Regions from separate parts of the Mus musculus genome. Here region 2 is linked to region 1. Evidence: chromatin contacts called from public Hi-C data. All regions are on one chromosome and are shown on one strand. Each heading gives the region's core, a stretch centred on a gene start, on an enhancer-like site or on the middle of the called end of the contact. The rest is flanking DNA. Distances are from core to core; before and after follow the strand shown. Region 1 holds the start of Trabd2b (TraB domain containing 2B). Region 2 holds the start of Foxe3 (forkhead box E3).

The links. A called contact is a pair of places that touch in the nucleus more often than the background predicts.
Region 2: a Hi-C map of embryonic stem cells shows a contact between it and region 1, with 4 times the contacts expected there. The contact joins the promoter of Foxe3 here to the promoter of Trabd2b in region 1. A contact is called at or near these places in 19 of 39 promoter capture datasets (the 3T3-L1 cell line, 3T3-L1-derived adipocytes, the HPC-7 cell line and 12 more), 1 of 15 datasets of contacts at CTCF or cohesin (large pre-B cells), 18 of 484 Hi-C or Micro-C datasets (LSK cells, embryonic stem cells and nephron progenitors), 12 of 115 datasets of contacts at active chromatin or transcription factors (astrocytes, craniofacial prominence, embryonic forebrain and 6 more) and 1 of 9 other capture datasets (embryonic stem cells).

The regions. Positions count from the first base shown.
Region 1 is chr4:114,404,548-114,409,610 of GRCm38.p6, reverse strand. It overlaps Trabd2b (TraB domain containing 2B), which reads right to left and starts at 2,887. Exons shown (of 7, transcript NM_001085549.1): 1 at 2,692-2,887; 2 at 158-718. The coding sequence starts at 2,793.
Region 2 is chr4:114,923,414-114,928,476 of GRCm38.p6, reverse strand. It overlaps Foxe3 (forkhead box E3), which reads left to right and starts at 2,410. Exons shown (of 1, transcript NM_015758.3): 1 at 2,410-4,034. The coding sequence starts at 2,464. The coding sequence ends at 3,330.

The DNA.
Region 1 (5,063 bases), core at 1,638-4,137:
AGTGCTATTCAGGACCAGAGAGATACTTTTGCTTGGGGTAAGAGACAGGGAGGATGGGACCTGACTCTGGCTGTCTGCTGGAGCATGACAAAGATCAGAGACTAAGACCAAGACACTGGGGACCGACCGCTAGCTAGGCTGGCAAGTCGGTTCTTACCTGGGAGAAGTTGAGCCCATTGAGAGGATGGCACTGCTCCTCAACCCGCTCCACAGCCCCTGTGCTCTTCTTCATCTTCTCAGCCTGCTGGGCCAGGTAGAGGTCCAGCACAGGCACACCTCGGGAGCGCACATCTGTCTCCGTGAGGGAGTTCACCATGAGCATCACCCACACGGGCCTCTTGCGCTCCCAGTTACCAGCAATGGCATTGAACAGGTAGTCAGCATACAGCCCCTTGCCGCGCTGTGCTGGCGTCATCCAGGAGGGGATCATCAGCTTCACATAGTCCAGGTGGCGCTTCAGGCGCCAGTAGAGCTCCCTTGGCAGCACGTCCTGCAGGTTCTCCCCATGGGGCAGCAGCTGGCAACTGGCCAGGGCTGAGATGGTATAGGGATCTGTCAGATCCAACTCAAAGTAGACGTGAGTGCTGGCCTGGAAGGCTGCTTTGGAATTATCAGGGATGAAGTCCCAGACTCGGGTATAGGGAACGTGGATGGTGCCAAACAAGTAGGCTGGAGGATGGCGCCGAATAGTCCACAGGAAGGAGTTCAGGTCCCTCTGCTACATGGAGAGAGAAGAAGAGAGGCAGATCAGTGAGGCCAAAGGCAGCAGGGCAGAGCCAGGGTTGGCACTGAGAGATTGCAGGGGTAGATGGGGCCAGAAGGCAGAGGCCCGCTGGCAAGGGCTTTCCAAGCTAAAAGTTCCACATTCAAATGCTGGCTTTGTCCTTTCTTAGTTGGATAATTTGTAGTATATCATTCTACTTCCCAGACTCAGTTTCCTCTTCTGCAAAATGGGGGTGAGAATGGGAGTTATTGGTAGGAGTGAAAAACAGAACATACATATCTGAAGCCCTCAGAGTGGTGCCAGGCACGGAGGAAGTGGGCAACGAAAGGAGGCTCTCTTTATGACTAGCTTTCACTGTGAAAGCCAAGGGCTGCCACACCACCTGAGAACATTCATGCTTGGCCAAGCCAAACCTTCACCAGGGTGTTTCATGTGTAGGGTGGGGGGGGGGGGACCAAGAGTCCTGCTCTGGCAAGAAAAGAGGAAGTCATATAACTTTTAAATACAGCCATTAGAAGACACATGCCAAGAGTACTCTGAAAGCAGAACACCTATTAAAAATAGCACACCTATTTCAGCAGCTCCTTCCCGTTCATCGGGTGGGTAAGGCTTTCTTCTTGGAGGGCAGGTCACGGGTGTTAGCTACTTTGCTCCACTCACTGAGACCATAGGTGAGAAAGGGTTTTAAAATCTTGCAAAGCCAAAGCAAGTCTCAGTTGCTGGTGTGGGAGGAGAGGATTTCATAGAATTAACCCCAGGAAGCATACATATTCTGGGTGCTTTCTAAACTCCCCCCACCAAAAAGGTGAGCCTAGCTCTCCATTTCCAAGTCTGTCTTTGTCTGTGACCTAGGCACACACTATGGTTGTTTTTTCCAGTATCAATTAGGATTTGGAAAGAAACAGGAGTAGGGGACTATCTCCCAAGCAAAGTCAGTTTCCATCTAGAAAAGTCCCTGGAGTGACCACTGACCACTTAACAAACTTTAGGTCAACTCATAACATATTCCTCCCTGATTCTGGCACAAATGAAAAGTATTTATTGTGGGTGGTGGACACAGAACCATAGTTTACCAACAAACCTTACAAATGTGAATGCACAATAGACAGTGCCTACCAGCTATCCAGCTGGTTTCTTGCACAAGGCAGACTGCTAGCTGTGCACCTTGCCCAAGGCCAACCTATGCCCTGCTAATAGGGTAGCACAGGAAGATCCTGCAACAGTATTCTCGTCTCCTGGCATCTAGTTCAGGATGATTGCCAACGCATTAATCTATATTTGAAGATAAGGGCATTGCAGGAAAAAATATCAAGAGATGCCGGGTTTGGAGAGGAAAGTTGGGAGAAGCAATAATTACTTGGTGCCCTTAGGAAAATATTAGACAAGCAAGTTCATCCTGTCATTTCCGTTTCTCTCCTATGATATCTTACCCTTTTCAGGAAACAGGGGCATTTGGGACAATCGGTACTGGGTAGGGTCTGGGGTACAGAGGGAGAGGAGTGAGAATGAGCACCAGGGTTGGAGGATCCAGCCTTAGGTCAGAAAAAGGGTCAAGGAGAGGGAGGGATGCCTGGCCTGGGGCACTGTGTGAATGAAACAGCAAAAGGGTTGGAAGTCAGGGTGTAGAAAAGGGTACTAGGTGTTGGGAAGATGAAGTCAGAAGAAGGCAACCAAAGGGTAAAGGTAGGATAAAAGACAGGAGAGTTAGAAGCGGACACAGAGAGGGGATCCATCCAACCAAGACCAAAAGTCTAGGGGAAACTGTCCGCGAGTGGAGAAGGAACCATCTGGGCTGGGCTCAGACTTGGAGTCCGGGAGGACAGATGCTAGGGAAGGGAGCCCAGGCTGTGCCCAGAGGGCGGAGGTGGAGCGAGTGGGCTGAATGGAGAAGGCTGGTCCCAAACCCTGGCCCCTCAGGCTGGAGTGTCCAGGCAGGCGGGAGAGTGGCAGGGCTGGTGCTCGCTCACCGATCCAGGCGGCCGGCACTGTCCTCCGTCGGGGGGTTGCGGACGGGCGCGGGCGGTGGCAAGGAGGGCGGCTAGCAGCGGCCCCGCCAGGGCGGCGTGCATCCTGCCGGGGCCCGCGGGACGCGGGGGTCCCTCTTGGGCAGCGCCCCCTCAGCAGGGCGGGGAGCCCCCAGCTGGGCACCGAGGATCTTCTGGAGCACAGGGCTCCAGGCGCGAGATGCTGGGAGCCCGCTGGGGCGTGGCTGGATGTCCCTGTCGGACCTGGGGGTCTCTCTGGGGCGGGGCTCCGGTCTGTTGGAAGAGGGGGATCCTCTGGGGCGGGGCCCCTCACCAGGGCGCGCAGCCGGGTTGGCCGAGCCCCGGAATTCTGAGAGCGCGCAGGGGTCCTAGAGCGCGTGGGGGTCCCGGAGCCGCGTCAGGGTCCAGGGGTACGCGGGGCTCCTGGGGCAGTCCTGAGATTCCAGGGTGAGCGGGGGAACTCGGGTTATGCTGGGCACCCGGGGCGCGCAAGGGTCCCAGGGGTGCGCGGCGCTCCAGGGGGCGCGCAGTGGGACAAGTGCGGCAGAGGGCGCGGCGGGGCGGGGGTCTGCTCTGAGGTGCCGGGCTGCCCCCGAGCCCGGCTCAGAGGGGCGGCGGGCGGCCGCGCGGCCGCTGCCCGGGCTCCGCCATGCTGCTCCGCGGCCGGGAGGGAGGGAGAGAGGAGGGCGGGAGAGCGGCGCGGAGCCGGGCCGGGCGGGGGGCTGGGGCCGCCGGGCGGGGGAGGGGAGGACCCGGCGCGGGAGGCGGGGGGCCGGGGCCGCGGCGGGCCGGGCCGGGCCGGGCCGCAGGGAGTCGGAGCGAGCTCGGCGCCCGGGCGCGGCGAGGCGGGGTCTGCCGGGCATGGCAGGCGCTCGCTGGCTCCGCGCTCGCTCTCTCGCTCGTTCCCTCGCACGCGCGCGGAGGGAGGCGAAGCCCGCAGCAGCCACTTCCCAACTTTCCAAACTTCCCAGCGCAACTTTTTCCTCTCCTCCCCTGCCTGCGCCTCCTCCCTCCTCCCTCTCCTTTCCTCTCCTCTCTCCAGCTCTGCGCCGGGATGTAGCTCCTGAGCGCTACCGCCAGAGGGCGTCTGGCTCAGTGGACCTTGGGTTAAGGTGGAAGTCCAATGGTCAGGCTGAGACAAATTTGGGAACATGGGCCAGTTTCTCAGAGCACATCTGCGAGGCCTGGCGAGAGTAAGCAGTTAACAGGACAGGATTTGTGTAGGCACTTCGAGGTATATCGGAGAATGAGATGGTCACTGGAGATCCAGAAAACGTGGTATTTGCTTACAACGTTTTGTCATGCTGCTGTGCCTAACACCACCACATGTGTTCCTAGGCACTCTGCAAAGACCCACTACATTAAATTAAAACATGTCTAAAGAACATAAAACAATTAGAATTCCTTGGAAGCTCCATTCAGTCAGTCATTCTCCTGTCTGTTTCTCTGGGTGTACACACACACACACACACACACACACACACACACCGCTGTTGTTAAACAAGATTTGCTAAGACTCTATCCTGATATTGGAGGTTAAAGATAAATTGTGTGATATTATCAGAAGTCTATAGCTGACAGACATGATGAGATATGCAAGTAGACAATTAAAATACAATCATAGCAGAAGACCAAGAAAAGGCAGGCAGAGGAAGGGTTCCTGAGGCAGGCTCAATGGACCTCAGGCTAAGAGGTGGAAGTCAGGCTGAGACAAATTTGGGGATATGGGTGAGTTTCTCAGAGCAGATCTGCGAGGCCTAGTGAGCATAAGCAGTCAGCAGGACAGGCTATGGGTAGGCACTTTGAGGTATATCAGAGGTGCCCTGGAGTCAGGGCAAAGCCCTAGGAGATGATCTTTAAGATCTTTAAATCAGCAGTAGCTAATAGAAGGGAGTGAAGTGGCCGGGTGTGGTGGCGCATGCCTTTAATCCCAGCAGCACTCAGGAGGCAGAGGGCAGCCTGGTCTACAAAGTGAGTTCCAGGACAGCCAGGGCTATACAGTGAAACCCTGTCTTGAAAAAAGAAGAAGAAGAAGAAGAAGAAGAAGAAGAAGAAGAAGAAGAAGGAGGAGGAGGAGGAGGAGGAGGAGGAGGAGGAGGAGGAGGAGGAGGAGGGAGTGAAGCAGATGGATCACCTGCTGCCAAGGTATAAAAGTGGGATAAAAGGGCCTTCAAGGGACTGCCTACAGAAAGCAGATGGCCAGAACCTGTGTCATCATGCCAGGCCTGAGAGCATGCCTTTGTATGTATACAGTCATGGGAAGATACTCCAAGATTCAAATTTGCAAGTGGCTAGGTTATATCTTTACTTACAGGGCTCATGATTGAGGGAACAAAGTAGAGGCAGAGTGGCCA
Region 2 (5,063 bases), core at 1,161-3,660, 520 kb before region 1:
GGCTGTGCTGACACAGGATGAACTGAGGAGCGGGTAGAGGAGCAGGGTCTGTTCTAACACAGTCGTCCTTGTTTTGTTTGGGACATTGTCTCTTGACCTGCAAGTGTCATCATCTTCCTGTCTGCTTCCCCATTCTCCTCCACCCCCCTTCCCTGTGTGTAACTGTCCATTTCTCCTCTGGACCATTTCATTTCTATCTGGTCCTGAGCATTGGCAAAAGGCCTGGCTCGGAAGCTCTTGGTGAATGAGGCAGCTGAACTGAGTCCAGAACTGAAGGAGAAATGGATTTGGGATCTGTGTGGCCTTGACAGGATGTGGCAGTGGCCTGGTATAGGGACTCATTCAAAGAAGGGATGGTACTTACTGAGACTGGGAAGGTTGGTAACCGAGCAGGCTGAGGCTGGGGAGGGAGCTTTGAGACGTTGTGAGGTGATGCCCAATGGGCATCTCCATCAGTTGACCGGGAGGTCAGGAGAGAGACCGGGAAGTAACTTTGGCAGCTGAAGTGGGGCAAACTGGAGGAATTCTACTGTAATTCATTTATGAAGTCTTATCTCTCCTTTGTGTGCATGTTATACAAATGGTGTGTAGGGGTATGCATGCATTTGGAAGTGCCCATGTGTGGAGGTCAGAGGACAATCTTGAGTGTCAGTCCTCACCTTTGAGACAGGGTCTCTTGTTCACAGCTGCCTACAGTAGGACAACTCCCCACAAGTTTCTGGGGATTCCCTTGTCTCTGCCTCCTGTCTTGTCACCCGGGTACCGGGACTACTGATACACTGCTGAGTCCAATTTCATGTTGGTTCTGAAGTTCTGACTTCACACTTGCATGTCAAGAACTTAACTCATTAAAAAAAAAAAGAACTTGACTCATCAAGCCATCTTCCCCATTTATCAAGCCATCAAGCCCCTTTTATTTATTTTTGATATGGAGTACCACTACATAGCCTAGCCTAGCCTAACCTAGCCTAGCCTAGCCTATAAGTGGCCTCAGTCTCTCCAGTGCAGGGACCACACATGCATGCCACTATGCTGGACTAAAGCTTCCATTGTAAGGAAAGGCATTAGAAGAGCAGTGATGGGTAGTGCTCTGACCACAGGGTTTCATTTCTGCTCTGCCACTATTAGTGTACCTTGTGGGAGTCGAGGTATACTACTTTACCTCTCAGAGCACCTGTTCCCTCAGCCAAGAAACGGGGATAGTACTACCGCCCAGTGGAGCTTAAATGCCAGTGAAATACTATAAGTATTTACCAAATACAAAATGCTAAACAGTGGTAGCTGTGATTTGTTATCAGCTGTGTACAGGAGGGGAGTCTTTGAGCCCCATGCTTGAATTTGGATTTTGCATCCTTGGCTACAGGCCACCTGAATCTAGCTTTGGGCATCTGCACTAGACTAGCAAATTAGAGGGCAGGTCCGAGCCCTCTCCTCTCGAGGTAAGGGATAAGATATGCTTCATCAGAGATGGAGTCTGATGGGTGCCCAAATTTTCTCAAGGGCTGGCTGTACTCACAAGACCTTGGCAGTAAGTGCCTCTGGGACTTGTCACAGTAAGACCTTCTCTTGTCTCTGTGCTCCTTGCTCTGCCTCTACTTCCCTTGATCTTGTCAGTCTGCCTGCTTTAAGAACAAGGCTTCTCCGCCTTTGGCTCTCTCTGTGTGCTGGTGGGGCATTTTAACAAAAACTCTCCCCTCTCTCTACCCACTGATAATGCTACATCAGAAAGCAGTTCGCTCAGCCCTGCCTTCAGTGGAAGCATGTGGGGGGGGGTATGCGCCTTTTGGGGGGGAGAGGTGGAGTTATGTATGTTTGAAACAAGTTTCCCTGGAGTCAGGGATGGATAAGGATGAAGGGGGTGCAGCAGGGAAAGGAGTTAGGGCTTCTAAACATTTTCCCCTGCAACAAAGGCAGCCTGGTTCTGCGCTGTCTTGCTGTCTTCCATCATCTTCACTCTGGTTCTCTGCTGTCCAAAGGAGCCTGATGCCTCCCTGACCAGCTACATAGGATGCCTGAGGCTAGCAAAGACTGCTGGAGCGGGAACTAGAAGCATGGGGAAGGCTAAGGGGGATCTGACCTCTACAAGGCACAAAATGGGGAGAGGGCAGTAGAGTGTGCTGAATGGGTGTGTTTGTAATTGGGGTTGACCCAAAGGGGCGGGGGTAATGGGAGCAGTACTACCAAATACCACGGGATGGGGATGGGGCCCAGAGACTGACTCAGGGATGAGGGAGGGTCTGAAAAAAATTGACCCAGAGGGACTAGACCAAGGGAGGGGGAGAAACAGAGGTGGGCTGCCAGCCCGGGAAGGGGGCTGGGAAAGCAAATTAGAGGGCAGGTCAGGGCCCTCTCCTCGGGAGGTGGGAGTGTGTGTGTCCATATAAGGCGAACCTGCGACCCCCGCTCTCCGGGGCGCGAGCAGGGACTCCGCATCCCTAGGACCCCCACCCCCACCCCCCGCACATGGATGCGCAAGTCGCTTTCTCGGGCTTCCCGGCCTTGCCCTCGCTCACGCCGTCCGGGCCGCAGCTGCCGACGCTGGCGGGAGCCGAACCGGGGCGCGAACCGGAGGAAGTGGTGGGCGGTGGGGACGCCGAGCCCACGGCCGTGCCTGGCCCGGGGAAGCGACGGCGGCGGCCACTACAGCGTGGGAAGCCGCCCTACTCATACATCGCGCTCATTGCCATGGCCCTGGCGCACGCTCCCGGCCGCCGTCTAACGCTGGCAGCCATCTACCGCTTCATCACCGAGCGCTTCGCCTTCTACCGCGACAGCCCGCGCAAGTGGCAGAACAGCATCCGCCACAACCTCACCCTCAACGACTGTTTCGTCAAGGTGCCGCGCGAGCCGGGCAATCCGGGCAAGGGCAACTACTGGACGCTCGATCCCGCGGCCGCTGACATGTTCGACAACGGTAGCTTCCTGCGGCGCCGCAAGCGCTTCAAGCGCGCTGAGCTGCCCGCACCGCCGCCGCCGCCGCCGCCCTTCCCCTATGCGCCCTTCCCGCCCCCGCCAGCACCCGCGTCCGCTCCGCCCGCGCGCCTCTTCCGCCTGGACAGCCTGTTGGGCTTGCAGCCTGAGCCGCCGGGACCCGTGGCGCCCGAGCCGCCTTGCTGCGCCGCGCCCGACGCCGCCTTCCCGCCCTGTGCCGCCGCAGCCTCGCCGCCGCTCTACTCGCCAGCGTCCGAGCGCCTGGGGTTACCCGCGCCGCTGCCCGCCCAGCCTCTCCTGGCCTTGGCGGGATCGGCCGGCGCGCTCGGGCCGCTCGGAGCCGGGGAAGCCTACCTGAGACAGCCGGGCTTCGCGCCGGGGCTGGAGCGCTACCTGTGAGTCGCTTTCCGCTGCGGGAGCGCCTGGTGGAGCCTTCTGCCCCGGCCTGCGCTGGAGCAGTGCGAGCTTGTCCGTGGTACCCGTACCCGCCCGCCCGCAGCGTGGCGCAATTCGCTGGGTCCCCGAGCCTTGCTTGGGGCTAAGCCTTCCCTGCCCTCCTCCATCCCTGGGGAGACCCTGGCTGTCTCACCACCAGACTGAAGCGCCCTCTCCAATTTGAGGTCTTTCCTCCCTTTACTTGTGCTCCCCACATAAGCACCCTTGCACTGCCAAATCCGGTGCTTTGGAACTCCAGCCCCAGCCCCAAATGTCCCTGTGAGTTCCAGTCTGTGGAAACTTTTCGTTCCAAGGCACCTCCTCCATCTCTGATGTTTTGCCAACACATCAGAGGTCAGACTCCTGGGTTCATTACTTCTACCCCATCTTCCTCCATTTACCGATAAGTTTGGCAAATTTGTTCCCTGCCCTAGGTTTACAGTCTGTGCTTGTTTTCTTACCGAGCCTGTCTCCGACAAAGACTCACCTGAGGGCTCTGCTCTGAACAGTTCTTCAGATTTTCTAGGTTACTCGGCACCAGGATCTCCTGACTGAATGGGGAATTAATGGGAGTCTGTGGCTGCTCCACCCCATGGAAAGCACAGAACTTATCTGTTTATGGTTATTTTTCAATCAAAGCTGGTTTAATTAAAACAAAAACAAAGAAACATTTTTCTGGGTTTGTTGTGTTGGCTGGGAACTTGGGAGTTGCTGGGAAAGATGGTGGGTGACATTTGCCTCATTGGGATTCCATGTGGGATGACTCTCCTTCTAAGTCATTAGGCAGATTCTCCTGAAGTAGCACCAAGGAGTGATTCCACACAGTAGGCCTGGTCAAAATCTTCCACCTGCATCTCATAGATGGTAGAGATGAAATGGGGTATGGGTGGCTGAGTGCATTTAGAAAGCAGGTTGCCTGGCCCTTGAGACCATTTTCGTACTTGGTACCACAGTAAAAGGAAGTACATTAATTAGCATTAATCCACTCATCACCTCTCAGCAAAGAGAAATGTCCATTCCTCAAAATGAGGTCCACAGAACCTTATCACTTGGATCCTTGCTAGAAATGCAGGATTTCAGACCCCAGCACAGACCTATTAAATCATCAGACTCAGCATCTTAACAGAATCCTCACACGGATGGAGGAGAAGCAATTGGCTCAAGCTGGGGGCTCAGCCTAAAAGATAAAGCTCCCTGCTCTAAGGGATGAGGTTAAGTCACAGGCCACTTTCCAGTCTGGCCTTCATTTTGTGTCCCTTGCTAGATTATGAGAGGGGCAGTAGCGTTGACTGAATTGATTCATGATATGCCTAGTACCAAGGACAGGGCAACAACATCACTGCCCCAGGACTTGGCCTGTGACCTCGTGTGTCTTTGGTGCTAATTCATAAAGCAGAGTTTCCCCAAGATTCCTGCTCCAGCTCCAGGGCTCCCAGTCTCCCTGATCTTAACTTGGTGTAGGGAAGAGCAGAGGAGAGGATAACAGTCATGTTAAAAGCCCAAGTGACTAATGGATGTGTCTGGTGTTCCTCTCCTAGATAGCAGTGTTTGAGGCAGCAGAGAGGCAATGGAAGTTGAAGGTGGACAAGGAACAGCTCAGAGGAGAAAGGTGTGGGGGAATCTGAGAAGGCAGAAGGCCTTTTTTGGAGGTAGGATGGTGAATCTACTGACAAGTGCCTTCTCCTATCTGTTAGCTG